Regions from separate parts of the Pan troglodytes genome. Here region 2 is linked to region 1. A link is a contact called in public Hi-C data. All regions are on one chromosome and are shown on one strand. Each heading gives the region's core, a stretch centred on a gene start, on an enhancer-like site or on the middle of the called end of the contact. The rest is flanking DNA. Distances are from core to core; before and after follow the strand shown. Region 1 has its middle 47 kb from the start of ANGEL1. Region 2 has its middle 34 kb from the start of IRF2BPL.

The links. Hi-C and Micro-C count contacts between places; a contact is called where the count stands out from the background.
Region 2: a Hi-C map of induced pluripotent stem cells shows a contact between it and region 1, with 2.3 times the contacts expected there. The contact joins two enhancer-like sites. A contact is called at or near these places in 4 of 7 Hi-C or Micro-C datasets (blood, induced pluripotent stem cells and stem cell-derived neural progenitor cells) and 1 of 1 other capture datasets (stem cell-derived neural stem cells).

Annotation. Positions count from the first base shown.
Region 1 is chr15:74,835,574-74,839,881 of NHGRI_mPanTro3-v2.0_pri, forward strand. It overlaps the pseudogene LOC101058791. Among named protein-coding and RNA genes, the nearest start is that of ANGEL1, 47 kb to the left of the region's middle. Within about 2 kb of position 1,883, at least 5 of the 24 cell types and tissues checked have an H3K27ac peak or open chromatin away from gene starts, as enhancers often do. A contact at or near this core is called in induced pluripotent stem cells, where this site is marked.
Region 2 is chr15:75,014,121-75,018,428 of NHGRI_mPanTro3-v2.0_pri, forward strand. No RefSeq gene overlaps it. Among named protein-coding and RNA genes, the nearest start is that of IRF2BPL, 34 kb to the left of the region's middle. Within about 2 kb of position 2,276, at least 2 of the 24 cell types and tissues checked have an H3K27ac peak or open chromatin away from gene starts, as enhancers often do. A contact at or near this core is called in induced pluripotent stem cells, where this site is marked.

The DNA of each region.
Region 1 (4,308 bases), core at 633-3,132:
CAGGAGAGAGATGGTGAGGCCGAGGAGGGCCTAGGGCTTTCCGGGGGCAGGGCCAGTTTTGTGGGTGTTCAACCTGTGTGGTCACACGAGGCTCTGCACATGGAAGGATCGGCCACTTGGCTTCATGCTCTGTTGTCTCCGTCTTGAAATTCTTAACAATTTTTTAACAAATGGCCCACACATTATCTAGCAGACCCCATCTAGGGTGAGGACATTTATACACAAAGGGCCTTGCTGTCTGGGAAACAGAATCGGAGGGTGTTGGAACAGACAACCCATCCTTCTGCCCCGCCCCAACCCCCACCTCTCCACAGCTGGAAGGAGAAAGATGAAGAATCCGGCAGGGCCTCCTTTCGAGGTTGGCCAGGTGGCACGTGGGTTTCCGGAAGAGAGGAGAGAGAGGAAACAGCCCTGACCTCCACAGGCTGCAGGTGGGGTCAGGAAGAAAGAAGGGCAGGGGCCAGGGGAAGATAGGCCCCTCCCTGCCAAGGCCCTCCATGGGTGGTGGGCAAGCAGGTGAGCCACTTCAGCTAGAACTCGCTGTTGGAGGAGGCTGCAGGTCTGAGGTGGGCACAAGGGGAGTGTGGGGCGGAGGGTGGCGGTGGTGAGGCCTGGAGCCAGGATAAAGCTCTTGAGGGCCTCCGCCAGCAGGGCCGGCCCAGGCCCGCTCTGACCTCTGGTCTTATTACAGAAAACGGGTCCCGATGCAGACCCCAAGAGAGAGTTCTTGGATCTCGCGCAAGAAAGAATTCAGGGGGACTCCGCAGTGCAAAGCAAAAGCAAGTTTGTTAAGAAAGTAAAGGAATAAAGAATGGCCACTCCATAGACAGAGCAGCCCTGAGGGCTGCTGATTGCCCATTTTTATGGTTATTTCTTGATAATATGCTAAACAGAAGGTGGATTATTCATGCCTCCCCTTTTTAGACCACATAGGGTAACTTTCTGACGTTGCCATGGCATTTGTACACTGTCATGGAGCTGGTGGGAGTGTAGCAGTGAGGACGACGAGAAGTCACTCATGTCGCCATTTTAGTTTTGGTGGGTTTTGGCTGGCTTCTTTACTGCAAACTGTTTTATCAGCAAGGTCTTTATGACCTGTATCTTGTGCTGACCTATCTCATCCTGTGACTTAGAATTCCTAACCGTCTGGGAATGCAGCCTAGTAGGCCTCAGCCTCATTTTACCCAGCTCCTATTCAATATGGAGTTGCTCTGGTTCACACCCCTTTGACAGTCTCAGCCAGTAGGCAATTCAGAAACTCCCCCAGCAGGCAGCCGGCCGGGTGCCTTGCTCCTCCAGCATGGGCCTGGCTGACTCCTGGTTTCCACCTCCCGGATGTGGCCGGCTGCTCTTGTGGCTCTCCTGTCCCTCACAGTTGGGCCAGGGTCAAGCAGTGCTGGGACATAAGCTGGCAGGAGGGGAGTGGGCCCCAGGTCCCAGACCAGGGCTGGAGAGGATCCGGGCTCCACAGAAGAGGGTGGGAAGGGAACCCCACCCTGTATAGGAGGCAGGGAGAGTGGAGATGCAGCCCAGGGGATCTGCCTGAGGCCTAGCCCAGACACTGGCCCGACTCTCGGAAGCCAGGCCACCCCGTCTGCCTTCCCTGGCAGAGCCGGACCAGGCTGGAGCCAGAGTGCCTGGGCAGGGCACACTCAACACCCGCACCCTGGTTCCCTGAGGCTGAGGGCTGGACCAGCCAGACGCCTTCCTTTGCACCTCCCAGGACCCAGGCTGCGAATCCCTTCCATTCAAATGCACATGTTCCCGGGAGGCCGGGAGAGGGTGGGCTCAGGTCAGAATTTCATTCCTCACACTCGTCAGAGGTTTGTGAACAGCCAGCCCAGAGGAAAGCCCAGAGGGCAGGGCGGGGGAGGAGACTGAAGGGACCGGCTGCGGGAGACAGGAAGGGTGGACCAACCCAGCACTTCCACACTGGGCCTGGGCAGGCCTCACCCCCAGCCCCACCTCTGCCCTCTCCTTCCCACTCCCAGCTCAGGCTCCTGGGCCCCTGGCACTTTCACAGCCCCTCCTGGTTTCCGGAGGTTTGCCGAGGCTGCTGCTCTGTCGCTGCCGTCCTTCCACATATCCTCTCATTTTCACAGACAGGGAAACTGAGGCCTGAAATGTCAGTTGAGGCCAACAGCTAAGTGACAGGGCAACAACCCAAATGCCCAAGCCTTCTGCTGCCAGCTTCCCAGAGCCCTCTGGGCTGGGTGGCAGCGGCACAGAGCGACGTGGAGCTCTGGAGGCAGATCCCGGCTCTGCCACTCCCTGGCCTCAGGACCCTGGGCAACTCAGGGCAGCTTTCTCACCTGTAAAGGAGGAACTCATGGCCCCCTCCCAGGGTGACTGAGAACACAGGCTTCCGTAAGGATGAGGAGGGGCCGGGCACTCCTGGGTCATAGGAAGTGCTCAGCCAGTGGATACCACCCCTTCCACGGCAGAGACTGCCCATGCCTAACACATTTCCACTGCCATTGGCAATCCCAGGCTCGTTTCTCAGACTCGGGTATTTTCAGGCTAGAAAGGACCTGGAAACGTGTCCTTGGAAGAGCTCTGGACCCGTGTTTTTCCCTAAGCAGCTGGTCCAGCCACCGCAGACACAGATGACAGGTGTGCTGACTCAGTAGGACCCAATTCCAATTGCCTTCCATTGTTGAAAGAATCTAAAAGAACCTTGACTCCCCTCCAGGTCTACCCAATCTACAAACACTGCAGAGCACAAATGAATGAAGATTCATTGTCTCCTTTAAGAACCAGAGGGGTCCCCCTTCCCGTGCAGCAGGAAAAGCTCACACAGAATGAAAGCTATTAGGTTGGCAAATTTCTCCTTCCTCCTGGGGGTCAATTCAATTTCAGACCTGCCTAGGGATGGGGGATGGTGTCTTTCTTGTCCACCCACTCCACCTCCCCACCCATCTTGGGGAGAGAGGACGTGCCACTACTGAGCCCAGGCGTGATGTGTGGACTCTCCAGGGTGACAGGGATTTTTTTTTTTTAAGAGAAAATGCTCTTTTTTTTTTTTAGTTCCCAAGTTTTATTCAAGAACTCATACAAAATATTCCAGATAAATGAAATTTAATCCTCTTCTTCGTCCTGGTTAATCTAGAAGTAACGTAATTCGTAACTCTCTTTGCTGTTAGCAAGTATGCGCAAGCAGTCACATAAATTATTTTTCTTCAAATATTTTTTGGTGAGATATTTCAAATACCTTTTGCAGAAAGTCACCTTGGATGTCACAGTGATCTTGCTCTTGCTCCTTTCGTTGGTCACCACCCCTCCACCAAGGTTCCCAGCTTTTCCGTTCACTTTGATCCTTTCTTGCAAAAACCGCTCAAAATTGGCAGCATCCATGATTCCATCTTCTACAGGGTGGGTGCAATCAAGAGTGAACTTCAGAACCTGCTTCTTTTTTTTGTCCCCCTTCGCCACAAGCTTTTTCACAGGAGCTATGGTGGCAGCGGAGTTAGAAAGGGAGCGAGAAAATGCTCTTTTTGTCTTTCCATTGAGAAGGCACCTCCCATGCTGGTGTATCCAGGGAGTGGAGACCATCACCCTTCAACAGAAGCAATGAACTTTAGTGAATATCATGTTTACATGTGTTTTATGCAAAGCACCACGCTTGGTGGTACCATGGGGAACAAAGAGATAGCTAAGATAAAGTCCTTGCCCTTAAGGGTCTCTTAATATATTTTAGGTCACAGACACTTTTGAGAATCTGAGGAAAGCTATGAACTTGCCCCAGAAAAATGCAACGCACACACACACACACACACACACACACTCAGTTCTGTATCCATTTCAGAAGGTTTGCTGGCCCTCTGCAGCCAATCCGCAGACCTTCATAGACCCAGGATTAGGAAACCTTCCTTAAAGACACGCACAATTATCTCTAGAAGAACAACCGATAGGCAATTTCAACAGAACACAGAAATGAAGCCAGGCTATGACAGTGAGCCACCAACTGCTCTGGGATTGCAGCAGATGACATCAAGAATCGACATTGTAAATCTCCATCACGATCAGGGAGCCACAACCAGCTGGCCCTGGAGGACCGGCACCGTGAAGGGAAAGGGCCCAGAGCCTGAAGGCAGCACAGTCAAGCATCTGGGATCCACTCCAAGCCGCGAGAAGCAGGAAGTAACAGATCCCGAAGGCTCTAACAGAATTCTAAAGAATTCCAAATTACAGTTGCAAAGAAAGATACTTCTATCTGGATGTCCCTAGGAAGAAGATTGGAAAGCTCATTAGAACACAGGTTAATGTGTTAACTTTAACACAACCTCCTTTTCCTGAAATTCTTATGCA
Region 2 (4,308 bases), core at 1,026-3,525, 180 kb after region 1:
GATCTCGGCTCACTGCAACTTCCACCTCCTGCATTCATGCAATTCTCCTCCCTCAGCCTCCCAAGTAGCTGGGACTACAGGCACGCACCACCACGCCCAGCTAATTTTTGTATTTTTAGTAGAGACGGGGTTTCTCTATGTTGGCCAGGCTAGACTCAAACTCCTCACCTCAGGTGATCCACCCACCTCAGTCTCCCAAAATACTGGGCTTACAGGTGTGATCCACCATGCCTGGCCCAGGGTCTTATTAAAATAAAGCAAGCGGGGCCTCCGTGCCAGGCACTTTGGTAACAATTAAGCCATCACCTTGGATAGTATTTCACATGTGGTAGGCAGAAAAGGAAGCCCTCTAGACAAATTAGCTCATTTAATCCTCTCACAACCCTATGAACTACTCACAGGTACTAGTAACATTACCATTTTGCAGACAAGAATGGTGACAGGTGGAGAGATTAAGTAGCCAATTCAAGGTCACACAGCTAGTAATAACCAACTGGATTTGAACCCAGAGAATCTGGTTCCAGTAGCCATGCTCTCCTAGTGCTCAGGGTTGCCTGAGCTGATAGTGACCATAGGAAAGCCTCTGAATGTCTTTTGCATGTATTCACTCATTCACTCACTCATTCATTCATTCATACAGCAGTGATTTGTTGAGCACCTACTATGTACAAGGCGCCATACTAGGTACCAGGGAGACAAAGGTATATAAAACAGACATAGGCTTAAGAGGGAGACTGACATCAATTTAACATTTTTATAAATTTATAGTAAATGCAAAATGTGATAAGTGACATGAAGGAGAAGTATTGGATCCCACGAAAGCACCTACTACGAGAAACTCATCTGTTTGGTGAGGTCAAGGAAGGGTTCCCTGAGGAAGTGACAAATGAAGAAATAGCTTATACTGGTGGTTCTCATAATGTGGCCCCTGGCCTAGCAGCATAAGAATCACCAAGGAATCTGGTTTAAATTTTTTTTTTTTTAGAGACAGGGTCTCACTTTGTTTTCCAGGTTGGAGTGCAGTGGTGCAAACACAGCTCACTGCAACTTCCTGGGCTCAAGTGATCCTCCCACCTCCCAAGTAGTTGGGACTACAGGTGCACACCGCCACACCCAGCTAATTTTTTTTTTTGGAACGAAGTTTCGCTCTTGTTGCCCAGGCTAGGGCACGATGGCATGATCTCGGCTCACTGCAACCTCTGGCTCCCGGGTTCAAGCAATTCTCCTGCCTCAGCCTCCTGAGTAGCTGGCACTATAGGCTCCAGCCACCACACCCGGCTAATTTTTGTATATTTAGTAGAGACGGGGTTTCACCATGTTGACCAGGCTGGTCTTGAACTTCTGACCTCAGGTGATCCACCCACCTCAGCCTCCCAAAGTGCTGGGATTACTGGTGTGAGCCACCACGCCTGGCCTAATTTTTTTATTTTTTGTAGAGACAGGTGTTGTCATGTTTTCCAGGCTGGTCTGAAACTCCTGGGCTCAAGTAATTCTCCTGCTTCAGCTTCCCAAAGTGCTGGGATTACAAGTGCGAGCCACTTCAGCAAAGAAATTTGTAAGAAAGGCAAACTCTCAGGCCCCACCCCAGACCTACTGAATTGGGAACTCTGTGGAAGAGGCCCAGAATCCGTGAATGAGCGCACCAGGGGCTTCCGATGCATGTTCGAGTTTCAGAACCACTGCTTGCAAGCCTTTGTGTAACAAAGGCCCCGAGGTGGGCAGGCGCAGGCACATTAGAGTACCCGAGGGGGGCCTGCAGGTGGGGCGGGAGTGGGGGTGGGGCTTGATGGTGGTTTACACTGGCCTTGCAGGCATGCTCAGCAGTTCAGCACGCATCATTTCCAGTCACCAGGAGGCCTAGCCAGAGGTTCCTCTGCCCTAAGAACCCTCAAGGAGTAGCAGGTCACCTGTGTGTCCAGGCTGGCTAAGTTACGTAAAAGCATGGAGATGACTATGACAAAGGCTTCTAGAGGCCCCTGGTCACCTGATCTTGACCATGTTTTGACTTCCAGGAAGCACTAGTCAGACAGTGAATTCCGTTGCTGGGAAAATGCCTTAGTCCTCAATGCCGAGAGAGGAACCCCAGAGGGAAACTCCTCCTTATCCTCAAGAAGCCTTTGCAAAGGGCCTGTGGGTCCTGTTTCCCCTTGGATCGGTGCTAGCAAGGGACATTATCTGCTGAGCAGAGGGTTGCTAGAGGTGGCTTCTACCCTCCTCAGGAGGCAATCCTGAAACAGACACATTGCATTAAAGACCCTGCGCAGCAGAAGGCAGGTATCACCCGCTGAGAGAGCTGGCTGGGTGGAGTCAACGTGAGCTGTTGGAGCTGGGCTCATTGCACAGGAAGGACTGGCTGCTAGTTCTTTGGCTAAGCCTGAACAGGCTGGGTGTGGTCACACCTGCTTGCTGGACATGTTAGCCCAGAAATACATCAAAATTGGTGACAACCAAACAGCCCCCCAGACTCAGAGTCAAGTGGCATTTATGGGGTACCTACTATGTGCTAGACACTGTATGAGGCCCTTTCACAGGTGTTAGCTCTCTGGTAAAGCTCCCAAGTTTGCAGATCCCTTCTCCATCACCCTGTCTACAAGTGCAGATCAATTGTTAGTTCATGCTTGGTGCATCAGGACTCAGTGGCGAGCAGGACAGACATGGTATTTTCAGGGGCAACACAGCGGGGGAAAACAAAGAGATATACATGTGCCAGATAAGGAGCTATTGGTTGTTTTTAGGGCCAACTGTGAGGGTTCCCAGTGCTTTGTATCAAGAATGACTTTCTTTTTAAGGGTCTCTTGTAGAGAGAAAGAAATAAAGAGAAACCACAGTTGGCTTGCGAGACTCACATTGGCTTTGCCCACAGTCACTGGTTTGTTGTTTTTTTTTTTTTGTGAGACGGAGTCTCGCTCTGTCACCCAGGCTGGAGTGCAGTGGCACCATCTCGGCTCACTGCAAGCTCCGCCTCCTGGGTTCACGCCATTCTCCTGCCTCAGCCTCCCGAGTAGCTGGGACTACAGGCACCTGCCACTACGCCCGGCTAATTTTTTGTATTTTTAGTAGAGACAGAGTTTCATCGTGGTAGCCAGGATGGTCTCGATTTCCTGACCTCGTGATCCACCCGCCTTGGCCTCCCAAAATGCTGGGATTACAGGCGTGAGCCACCGCACCCAGCCTGCTCACAGTTACTGTTAAACACCACAGTAGAACCTGCCAGTAGCTGAGCACACGCAGGGCGCCAGCCTCTAGACAGCATGGTTATCCAGCCACTAGACAGCATGGTTATCCATCTCACTTCCTCCTCTTTCCAGCTGCCCCGCCTCTCCATGGGGTTTTTCACAAGACGATCAGAGACCCAGAGACCCAAAGGAAAGGGAGACAATGGGGATTGGAGGCCACGGGCTTTAGGGGAAGGTAGGGAGCAAAAAATAGAGCATATGCAAAGCCCTGTCCTTGTTACTTCCCTCCCCAGTCTCCACCACCACCCAACTGGCATATGAACTTGTTCTCGTATACAGCTCTGAGCAAAGCACCATATGGCAGTTTCATCAGGCCCACGGCCTGGTTTCCATCCAGCCCACTCTAATTTCCTTCCAGTCATGGATCTGCAGAATAACCCATCCTGTGGAAGGAGCTCAGAGGAAGAAAAAGATAACAATAACAGTAAAGATATACAGAGCACAAACCACAGCGGGGAGCTGTTCCAATTATGACGCTTGCAACAGCTCTAGGAATATCGCTGTTAGCATCCCCATTTTATAGATGACAAAACTGGGAGACAGATGTTCCGAGACATTCTCAAGGTCACATGGCTAGTGATGACAGAGCTGGGATGGGAGCCATGTTAACCGTCAGACTTTGCTGATTCGCTGAATCTTGGCTAAAAGATGTTGGCAGGAAGGGCTGAGAGCTTAGAAGAAGGGGTCCTCCCGGTCTGGCTGGGACAGGGTGATGCCAGCAAAAAGGCCCCTAAATCCATAAGCAGGGGAGGGGCGGGGTCAAGGCCCGGCTGACCCGACTCCAGCAAGCAGGGTCTGAGCTCCGTAAGTGGAGGTGTCAGGGAAGCATGCAGAGGACTGGGAAGCAAGGAAGACCCCTGGAAGCAGCCCCCGCAGAGGAGGGTCAGGGAGGGCTGGGGGGTCCCCCAGGAACCCCAGGAGCTTGTCCCTCTTTGGGCTTCCTTCCGTGGCTAGTTTCTCTGCTCACCAGGAGTAAAGGGTAAGCATCCTCTCTGAGCCTGCAGAGCAGCAAGCCTGCACTGAGGCATTGTAGGAATGAGTGGCCCCTGGGATGGAAGGACCTGGGTATGGG